3 separate regions of the Mus musculus genome follow, and all the other regions are linked to region 3. Evidence: chromatin contacts called from public Hi-C and Micro-C data. All regions are on one chromosome and are shown on one strand. Each heading gives the region's core, a stretch centred on a gene start, on an enhancer-like site or on the middle of the called end of the contact. The rest is flanking DNA. Distances are from core to core; before and after follow the strand shown.

What was found. A called contact is a pair of places that touch in the nucleus more often than the background predicts.
Region 1: a Micro-C map of embryonic stem cells shows a contact between it and region 3, with 3 times the contacts expected there. The contact joins the enhancer-like site here to the promoter of Neurog2 in region 3. A contact is called at or near these places in 1 of 39 promoter capture datasets (embryonic stem cells), 1 of 15 datasets of contacts at CTCF or cohesin (embryonic stem cells), 14 of 484 Hi-C or Micro-C datasets (Th1 cells and embryonic stem cells) and 6 of 115 datasets of contacts at active chromatin or transcription factors (embryonic stem cells, epiblast stem cells and stem cell-derived epiblast-like cells).
Region 2: a Hi-C map of germline stem cells shows a contact between it and region 3, with 2.0 times the contacts expected there. The contact joins the promoter of Ank2 here to the promoter of Neurog2 in region 3. A contact is called at or near these places in 2 of 484 Hi-C or Micro-C datasets (embryonic stem cells and germline stem cells) and 2 of 9 other capture datasets (adipose tissue and liver).

The regions. Positions count from the first base shown.
Region 1 is chr3:127,450,301-127,453,825 of GRCm38.p6, reverse strand. The region is part of intron 1 of Ank2 (ankyrin 2, brain); the gene reads left to right. Among named protein-coding and RNA genes, the nearest start is that of Gm35535, 19 kb to the left of the region's middle. Within about 2 kb of position 1,410, at least 25 of the 459 cell types and tissues checked have an H3K27ac peak or open chromatin away from gene starts, as enhancers often do. A contact at or near this core is called in embryonic stem cells and epiblast stem cells, where this site is marked.
Region 2 is chr3:127,497,467-127,500,741 of GRCm38.p6, reverse strand. It overlaps Ank2 (ankyrin 2, brain), which reads left to right and starts at 1,627. Exons shown (of 48, transcript NM_001327938.1): 1 at 1,627-2,074. The coding sequence starts at 2,003.
Region 3 is chr3:127,631,257-127,634,717 of GRCm38.p6, reverse strand. Neurog2 (neurogenin 2) reads right to left here and starts at 1,582. Exons shown (of 2, transcript NM_009718.3): 1 at 1,261-1,582; 2 at 1-990. The coding sequence starts at 989. The coding sequence ends at 198.

The DNA of each region.
Region 1 (3,525 bases), core at 161-2,660, 180 kb after region 3:
TAGAAAGAAAGTGCTAAGTTGGACTTAAATAATGACTTGTGGGATCATTTCGGAACGTGCATGACTTGTCTGTCCGTTTAAGAAAAACATTAAACAGAAAAAAAAATACTGGAGCAGAATCGTCCAGCTGAACCCGATTAAAGACGTAGACCCCAGCTCAAGGTCAATCTGTGAGTTTGTCAGGAGGGAGTCTGTCTGGCAGTGGCTCTACGTCTCTTCGAGCCAATGTTCTCCTTCATTGAATGGGAATAGTAATACTTTACCATGAATTACTCTTGCAACTTAGGTGGAATGTATAGTTAAAACACTTGCTAGGTTTCTTTTCTTTTCTCTTTTGAGACGGGGTGAGGGTGGGGGTGGGTGGGGTCTTTGTGCAGCCCGGACTGAACTGGAACTCACTGGGTAGACCAGACTTGGAGACTGGCCTTGGAACTCACAGAATTCACGCTTACTTTTGCATCTGGAGTTCTGGGATTGAAGGTGTGCACAACCACGCCCAGCAGCTGCTAATTTTAGAGCCTGAAAGCAGTTTAGAGTGGCTGTTTGAACTGAATTTTGGGCAACTGCTTAGCCATTTTGGAAGTTTAACTGGTCAGGACAATGCATTTTGCAGAGGTAGAAGATAGGCCTACAGTCCAATTTCTCAAAGCAAACTGGCGCCCATCCCTTCTGTCTGTGGTTGTCGTCTCTTTAATAGTCTCCTTTTGGCTCTCATGGAGCCATAGAACACTTCTGTTTACCTCTGCGAATCGTCCTTAGGACATTGTGGATTTTCTCGTTCCCCAAGTTTATATAGAATCCCTCCCTTAAAGGCTGACTTCCTGCCTAGCTCCGTTCCTGGGAGGAAACATAGTTGGTAGCTAAAAGTCCTCCAGGCCTTCAGGAGCACAGGTCCGCTCACCCAGATGTATCTCCCAACAATTTCTTTTACAGGGAACAAAAATCATTCCCTCCAGGCTCACAGACTTAATCTCGAGGGAATTTCCTGTATCTCTCCTTCAGTCTTCCCGACTCCACTCTCCTCAGCTCCCTTTAATGCCACTAATGGAAAGCCCGTGCACAGCGGCAGCAAGGCACAGCTGCAGCTCAGAAGCCAGAACTGAGATCTGTGTATCTCAGTCTTTGTTGTTGTTGTTTTTTCAAGACAGGGTTTCTCTGAATAGCCCTGGATGTCCTGGGGCTCACTTTGTAGACCAGGCTGGCCTCGAACTCAGAAATCCGCCTGCCTTTGCTTTCCGAGTGCTGGGATTAAAGGCGTGCGCCACCACGCCCGGCTTGTATCTCAGTCTTAAGCGAACCCCGGGCTGGAAAGATGGCTCAGAGGTTTAAGAGCACTTACCACTCTGACTGAGGATTTGAGTTCAATAGCTAGCAACCCACATGAGGGGCTCACAATCACTCCAGCTCCAGGGGATGCGATGCCCTCTTCTGGTCTTTGAGAGTATCTGGCATGTACATGTGCGGCCACATGCAGCTGCACATACATGGACACATAAATAAAACAGAAAGCATTAAAAAAAAAATCTCATTTAGGTCATGGCAGTCGCAACCCCGTCTGGGAGGTGGGGGCAAAGCTGAAATTTAAATACACTTTTGCTTTTTTTTCCCCCGCTGGAAATTATGTTTCTTCTGACTCCTGGTATTTCACAGTCAGTCTCTTCACTGGAAATCCCAAGACTCCGCTCTGGTTTCTTGTTTGGGACCAGGTCCCCATTTCAGCTCTAAATTAAAATAGCGACCAGGCCACAGAAACCAGGTGCAGTGGCCGACATCTGGGTACTGTGTGCTCTACTGATAGCACTTGGGTAGTGAAGGACCAAGATGGAGATCCAGGAAGTCAGAGTCACAGTGACTCTGAGGCCAGCCTACATTACCAAGACCCCGTCTCTACTCCAACCCTCCCCAACAATTTAAAGAATGTGTGAGTGGGGCTGGAGAGATGGCTCGGTGATAAGTGCTTGTCTGGCACGCACAGTGCACTGAATCTTCCCCGGCATCGCAAAAACAGACTGGCACACGAGTTAGGTGCACCTAGGACAGCAGATTCATGTTGGGGAAGACAGACAGCAGACCCTGGCGCAATCTGACTGCATTACATGAATGCTCACAGGAATTAGAACACTTCTGGTCCTGAACTTACAAAATAAGGAAGGGGGCCAGCTTAATAAAACCAAGCAACTGAAAAGGTCATTAAGACTAGGTGTGTACACCTTTTATTACAGCACATAAAACATATTTAGAGCCGTGGGTCTTGCCTTGGGGGTAGCAGACAGTTCTCATAGGTCATGATAGAGTGACTTCTGTTGTATCAGATTCTTGGAATTATACTTTTTTTCTTCCCTCCACATTTTGCTAAAAGCCAGGAGATCAAATTCACTTCTTCTTGAAGACTCAGATCAGCTAGGATAATTCCCAAACCAGGTTTGGAAAGTAGCGTTTATTAGGTCTTTGTGGATCCTGGGAATTTGTAATGTTGGAATGGAGACCCTTCATTCTAGTTCATTTTATGTTCAGTTGCATAGAGCCTCAAGGCAGCGGGAGCAGGGGGTGGTGCTGCCCCCTAGGGGAATTTAGGGGAATGAGTGACACCTCGAGCTGTCCTGTCTCTCTGCATTTGGGTTAGAATTTACACTCTTGGCTTTCCTGGATTTTTCCAGCTTGCAGATGAAAATTTCTGGGGTATAGGCTTCATAGTCACACAATCCCATTCCAGTTTCTTCATATGTACAGCCATGTATGCATTTCCTACTGATTTTATTTCTCTAGAGAACTGAGAACAACCCAACATTCCTGGATGACTACAGCAGTTTACACTAGGTTTTCTTTCCTTTTCTATCAGTGCTGTATGAACTAACAACAGGTAGTTAATTTCTCCCTTCTCACCCTTCTGTCTCTCTCTCCCCCTCTCCCCTTTCCTTTTCCTTCTTTCCCCTCTGCCAATTTGTCTTCCCACCACCTCCATCTGACTCAGCCCCCCTGACTTGTGCAGACATAAGGTTGGTTGTGAATATTTATGTTTCTGTGCTCTTTGCCCATTTACCAATGGGCAGAACATCAGAAATCATCCTAACTGCCTTCGCTCCGTTCTCCATATCCCTGGTGAGTAGGTGATACTGAGGGGGATTCCCAGGGAACACGTCGGGGCACCGATCTGGAGATCTGGAAGGCCCAGGACTGGGAACAGATGATGGAGAGCCATCCTGGGTTGTTGCAATGTCACTGGAGGAGCATTGGCTGAAGGGACATCGTCTGTGTCTCAGTGTCCTGTGTTTCCGTTGGAGTTCCTCTTTGCTGATGCCACACAATGCTGTTTACACCTCAGACTTCTGGTAGGATGGTAGCACGTGGCATGGACCCATTCCCAAATGGACAAAACCCTGGGCAGCTCATTGCTTTAGCCCTATCTTGGTGGTGTTAGGCACACTGGAGCCTGAAGCCCATCAGAGTGGAGTGAGCAAGTGACTCATCCAATTGCAGCATCTTCTTTTAGCAATTATTTATTTTTACAAGTGCGTATTAATTGTG
Region 2 (3,275 bases), core at 378-2,877, 130 kb after region 3:
AACATTTTCTGGATATAATAATATCCAAAGGTGCTCACCTTCCAAAGAAGCTTAGCAACGATTCTCGGATCTTTAACATTTTCTGGATATAATAATATCCAAAGGTGCTCGGCCGTGCTCTCGTGGACTCTGCCTTCAAGTCCTAGGTGAGCCTCAAAGGATAAACAAGTGAATACAAATCCCATCAAGAGGAGCAAAGTGCACAGAAGGGATGCAGTAAGGAAGATGGGAAAGGCAGGGCAGGCTGTCGTGTCCCAGACACGACATTTCTCTTTCTAGATCTGTTTCAAGCTGTGCAGTGCACAGGTGCGAACATGCAGCCCGGTTTTATGCTGTGTGTATTAGAATGTTGAGCCATGATGGTGGTGTGAATGAGAAGAATAGAGAAAATGCAGATATGATTGAACTGTAAAAATCAATAAGATCTACAGATGATCAAATTTGGGACCCAAGAGCATCAATAATTAGTGATATTTCTGAGGATTTGTCCATCTGGGTTGCAGGACCATTTGTGTCTTCTCATGGTAACCAGCTTGTCCCCTAGTCCCTCTGTGCAAGGATGCTCTTGGCTCAGTCTAACCGTGCTGGGACTCCAGGCACGGACCATGGAGCTCGGCTCTCTTTTGTTAAAGCTGGAGATATATCCGTGTGGAGATTCATAGGAAATGGAAAATAAATGGCAGGAGAGAGGACAACTCGTCTCATGAAAGTCATTTTGCTAGATTTTATTTATTTATTTGTTTGTTTGTTTGTTTATACATGGTCCCATGTACCACAAGCTGGCCTCGAACTCACTGTAGAGCCAAAGATGACCTTGAACTTCTGATTTTTCCATCTCTGCCTCCCAAGTACTGGGACGGCAGACATGCACAGCCACGCCTAGTTTATCCATAGCTGGGGATCGCACCCAAGGCTTCATTCATAGCAAGCAAATATGTGATATACTGAGCTACATTCCAGCTCTTGCTGCTATTAAAAACAAACAAATGAAATTTCCATCTCAGTGGGACATCACTAAAGAGGTACTTGGATGGCGATTTTCCCTACTCCTGGTAGTTCCAGCTTTATTCCAGGGAAGCAGCAACGCAAAGTAGGCCAGCCATCCCGCAGCACGCATGACTTGTGCCACAGCCATTGCGCCGGTCTGCTAAACCTGGTCCTTTGGGTCCCAACTCTTTCAGGATCTATGCAAGTGTTCAGGGTACCTTAGAGAAAAGGCAGCCAAGTCATCACCGGGAAGAGTAGCTGGAAGGCTCTTTCTCATCAAGGAAAAGGTGGGGAAGAGGAAACGCCCAAAGCGTGAAAGATACACAGATTGTGACATTTCACCCTCCTCAGTTCACATTGGACAGGAGCTAAGGTCACAGAGGTATTCCACATTCTGGTCACTTCATATAAATGACTTGTTCCTCATTGGGAGGGAGTGGTTGGAAGGACAAAGAATGCGCTAGAGGTGGGTGGGTGGCTCGCCCACGCGGACAGGAGATCTGGCGTGTAGCGGGTGTGAGAGTGAATGGGAGCGGAGCGGGCCCGCGCGGGGCAGGGAGGAGCAGCAGCCGGGCCTCCCGGGGGACGTCTCCCGGGCTGCGGGAGCGCAGCCGAGCTTCTTATCCCCACCCACCTCGCGAGCTCCGGCAGGCAGTGGTGCATATAGACATATTTCTGGGAGCTGTCCATGAGCTCATCGCTCTCCCGGCGCGCGGCGAAGGAAGAAGCCCTCCTCTTTCTCCCCGCGCCACCAGCAGCAGTCGCTTAGCGCTTGTCGCCGGCCCAGCCCGCAGCCCACTCGGCGCACCATGGCCCCACGGCACCTCGCGCAGAGGTAGGTGGGCTCGGGCAGCAGGTCTCCACGGGCGATCGCGGCCAAGGCCGACCTTCTGCGGTCGCCTAGAAGCACGCGGGTCCCCGGGTGAGCCCGAACGCCGCAGGCCGGGAGCGGAAGAGACGAGGACACGCGGGACAGCCGGACTTGACCGAGGGAAGGAGTTCCGAGAGCGTGGACATGGCTTCTCCCACCTCCCCTGGCCCGGAGGGAGGGGCCTGCACCCCGCAGAACCCCCCGCGGATCCGTCAGGTGGGTGCTGGGTGCCGGGGGGGGGGTTGTCCCCCAGGTCCTCGCCTCCCCCAAGGACCGGGACATCGACTTCAGGGGACAGGGGCTGGCCCCACAGGGAACCCATTCATGCGAGCTTGTGCACTTCGCCTGGCCCAGGAGTATTCCTGAAACCTTTTTCAACGTCCACTTTGCACTCACGCCCCCTCAACCCCCCAACCCCCACGCGCGCGCCTTCCTAAACCAGGCGTGTAACTTCTGTCCGTACACACTCAGGCACACCCGCAAACTGATCTCTCTGCGCTGCAAGGAGGCACACACCCAGCTGTCACATGACCCACTGCAGAGCTATACCGTTAGAAGCCACTCAGGGTGCTAGGATGGGGCTGTAGCCCTGAATGGAGTTTTCTTAGGACCTTTGCCAGGGGTGGCTGCAAATGCTGGCTTCTCACCCACAGGAGAGAAGGGACTTCAACTTTCAACACGGCTACCCCAACAACTGCAGTCATGTAGTGGTAGGGAAGGTATTCATGCTCGCCCTGCATCGATACTCACAGTTTGCCCAGCCCTCCAGCACCGCAACAAGGGCTTGCCCACTTGTCTGGCTGTTTGAATAAGTCCTATTTTTCTGTCTATGTTATATATACTTTAATAATTTTAAAAGGGAGTAGTGGTCCTCCGGCATGGCGGCCCACGCACTACAGAGGCTGAGGCTGGAGAGTCCATGTGAGTTTGAGGTCAGCCTGGTCTGCCTAGGAAATCCCAGGACAACTGGGGCTACATAGTTAAGACCCTATCTCTAAAAATTAAGTGTGGTGGGGGCTGACGGGGTTGGGAGCGTGGTACTCCACTCCCTAGTGGTCTGAGATTTCATGGCTAGGCTTTCTGCACCTGCCACCATAGCCAGGACCTCCTCCTCACTTAGCTCTTAGGTCCTCACAGTGGAAGGTTGCCCTCCTGCCTGTTCAGATGGCATTTTATTCTGAGATGTGATTTGCTAATGGCAAGGAAGGAACTACCAAAGAGAACTGGATTCCTATTTAGAAACAGAGTAACTATATAGTTACTATTAGACAGAAAGGTAATTCCCAACAGAAGGGAATGCTGTCTTTCCTAGTACTGTGAACTTTTTGAAGAACACTCAGAACCCCCTAATTTATGAATGGATGATAGGAAAATTTGGTTAACACTTAACAAGGTCTTTGTCTCATTTGGCCCCTGA
Region 3 (3,461 bases), core at 333-2,832:
CATAGTCCTCTTTGACCATAAATCCTCACATCTTCAATAAACCAGAGCTGGTCTCCACCCCCGAATGCACCAGCCGCCGAGGGGATTGCAAGGGCCACCTCTGCTCTGTGAAGTGGAGTCCGGGGCGTGGAGGGTGAGGGGCGGGAGAAGGATGGGAAGAGGGCCGGGTAGAGGACGAGAGAGGGAGACCCGCAGCTCTAGATACAGTCCCTGGCGAGGGGCAGGTGAGGCGCATAACGATGCTTCTCCGGAGGTGGGGGCTGCCAGTAGTCCACGTCTGACCCGGGGCTAGCGGGCGATAAAGTGCAGCTGTATGGGGACGTGGAGTTGGAGGATGACGCCGGGCTGTTGGTGCAGCTCCAGGAGGAAGGTGGAGAAGGGCTGTCCCCGCTGGCGCCGAGCGCAGCTCCCGGGCTCAGGAGCACCGCCTCCGTGAAGAGCGCCCCCTGGAGGCCACCGGCGCCGGCGCAGTGGTCCGCCAGGCGCAGAGTCTCGGTGAGCGCCCAGATGTAATTGTGGGCGAAGCGCAGCGTCTCGATCTTCGTGAGCTTGGCATCCTCGGGGAAGGTGGGCAGCACCTCGCGCAGCGCGTCCAGCGCGGCGTTTAGGTTGTGCATGCGGTTGCGCTCGCGGTTGTTGGCCTTGAGCCTGCGGGTCTTCTTGATGCGCTGCACCGTCTCCGCCGTCTTGGCACCTCGGGAGACGGCCCGTGAGCGCGACGGGCGACGCTTGCACTCGTGCATCAGGCCCAGCAGCCGCCCTGGCCGGCAACCCCCGGCACCCGACGCCGGACTGCCCTGCACCCCCTGCCCGGCTTCCGCTCCACGCTGCCCACGCGCGGAGCCCGGCCGGCGCAGCTCCTCGTCCTCCTCCTCGTCCGCGCTGGAGGACATCGGGGTCAGGGTCGCCGAGGCCGGGGAAGCCGAGCCCAGCAGCATCAGTACCTCCTCTTCCTCCTTCAACTCCAGAGTCTCAGATTTGACGAACATCCTGAGAAAGAAGAGGCAGATGAAATTTATTCCCAGAATGGACAGGGTAAAGTGTCGCTGGCGCCGCGCCCCGCCCCCCCCCCCTCCATCTCCCTCAATGTGCATTCGCGAAGATGGCGAGGACAGAGCTGGGGAGGAGCGCCCCGGGCTCGAGCCACCTTCTGCCGGTCACAGAAGTCACTGCGTCTAGAGCGATGGAGTTAGCGTGGGCGGCGTGAGCCTGCGTGGGGACACTGCCTGCGAAGTGGAGAGCCGCGGCATGCACACTTACCTACGCGGCTCCAGATGTGTCGCGGCGCAGCTGCTGCTCCGGTGTGTGTCCGGGAATGTCCCCGCAGCCCGGAACCGAGCACGGTGTCCTCCGCGCCGCGGGCTTGGCGCTTCCTAGGCGCACCTCCGCGGGGGGGCCTCTCGGCTGGGCGACTTTGCCAAGAGCCCGGACGACCGCGGCAGCTCGCCCGAGTCTCGTGTGTTGTCGTTCTCGTGCGTGGTTGTCTGTCAGTCAGTCCCTGGCCGTGTGGCTGCTGGCACGCGACTCCAAGGCACTCCAGTTAAAGCCGAGCTGCTTGTGGTTCAGTGGCTGCGTGTCTGGCACACGACTCTCCTTAAAACCCCTTATATACCACCAAGAAAACAATCAGATCTGCCCCGGGGCCCCCTCCTCACCTACCCTTCCCCCGCCCTCTCCTCCTCCGCCTGTCCTGGTCCCCCGCTCTCCCTCCCCAGCTTATTCTTTTCATCGTATTATCATCATTCATTTCTTTCCCTTTCTTTAGTCCCTCTCCCCCTCCCCTGGCCTGGCCATCCATCCTCCTCCTCCATCACCCCCGCCCCTCCGTCCCCCCTTTATCTAATCAGCATAAAATGGTTCTAAAGCTCCTGTTGGCGCTCCAGGCTGCAGCCCAAGCTACCGAAGCCGCGGCGGCGGCAGTGGCTCAAGCTGCGGCTGTTGTCGCCGCCGCTGTCTATTGTGATTGGTGGCTCGCGCTCGGCTGGAGCGTGCCGCTAATTTATTAATGAAAGGAGGTCGCGAGGCGCAGCTGGCCAATCAGTGTTCCCGGGACTCCGGGAGGCCTGCGAGCCACGCGCACCGGAGCCCGCTCCCTTTCAGCAGCTCATTAGGGGCCCGAGTGCTGGGGGCCCATGGCGGGGGGGGGGGGGGGCACCCCGACTACTGCTCCCGCCCGAGTCCTCCATACGCGTCCCGCCCGTCTCAGCCGGGGTCTCACGGGCGGGCGACCGGAGCCTTGAATTAGTGAGAGTCAGAATCCCGGAGAAGGCAGCCTGGTGGTGCTGCCGGCCATGTCTCGGCAAAGCCTCTTTGGGGCCGTATCAACTAGAAAACGGGTTTTAAAACACCTTAGTCTAATTAGGAAAAGGAAGGGGTCACGTACGTGTGCCAGACAGGAGGCACGTTGTGAGAGAGTGTGCCTGAGTTCTAGAGAAACGTGTCTATGACTGTTTGGGAAACATTAGGAGTTCACAGAGACGTCCCCTAGAAGGGGAAATTGGTCGGAGAGCAATTGATGAGCATTAAAAAAAAATAAAATAAAATAAAATAAAATAAACGCACTCACTTGACACACCCATTTTCCCTGAGACACAGTGAGGCTTCACGCCTTGACGTAATTTGGGGGGCTTCTGGTGCGGAAGGGGATGGGTACCAACAACAGGTTAGAGCCAGATGATACTATAAGGTGGCTTCCTGTGTGGGTGGCAAAGGCAGGCGTGCTACTGCTCCTAGGAGCGAGTGGATCACTCTGACACTTGTATGACCTCTGCTCCGCTCTGGGGGGCGTTGTTGAGACATAGGGCCTGTCCTCCCAATTCTGCCTTTTCAATGGGGAGAAAAAAAATAGAAAGGAGCTCTAGCTCCCTGCTGGACTTGAGAGGAAACTTGTTCTGAATTGCTGTCTGTCCCTCCCCTTTACCACTAGACGCAGAACCAGAGTCCCAGAAGTGAGTGAGTCCTGAGTGTCATCTGGGACCGGTCGCGGGGTCCTTTTTTGCGAGGATGAAAGGAGAGTCTTGGGAGGGGCTTTAGCAGTCCACCAGAGCCAGAGAAAGAGATTATCCGCAGGTCTCTGGCTCCTTAGTTCGTTGGGACTGAAAATGAGCTGAATCTCAGAGAAGAGTTCAGCCAGAGCACTGTTCGCATTGGCACGGTTTGCGTGTGTTTAGTTCCCTTAGAGGGCTACGGAGCAGGATTTGGAGAGCGTGGAGCCGAAGAAAAGCAAAATTAGCATCCAGGGAAATAGTCTGGATCTTTGCAGCACCCCAACCTCCAGTATTTTCTGTCAAACTTTCATTTCTTCCCCCTTTAAAAAAAGCACATTTCCTAAATGTAAAAGCATTATTTCATCTAGTTCCCGCTAGATCCTCTCGGAACACTTTAATTTCCCTTGTAGACAGGACTGAAATAATGGGAAGGCACAGACGATACTGGACTTCAACACACGCCATCCGGCCCTC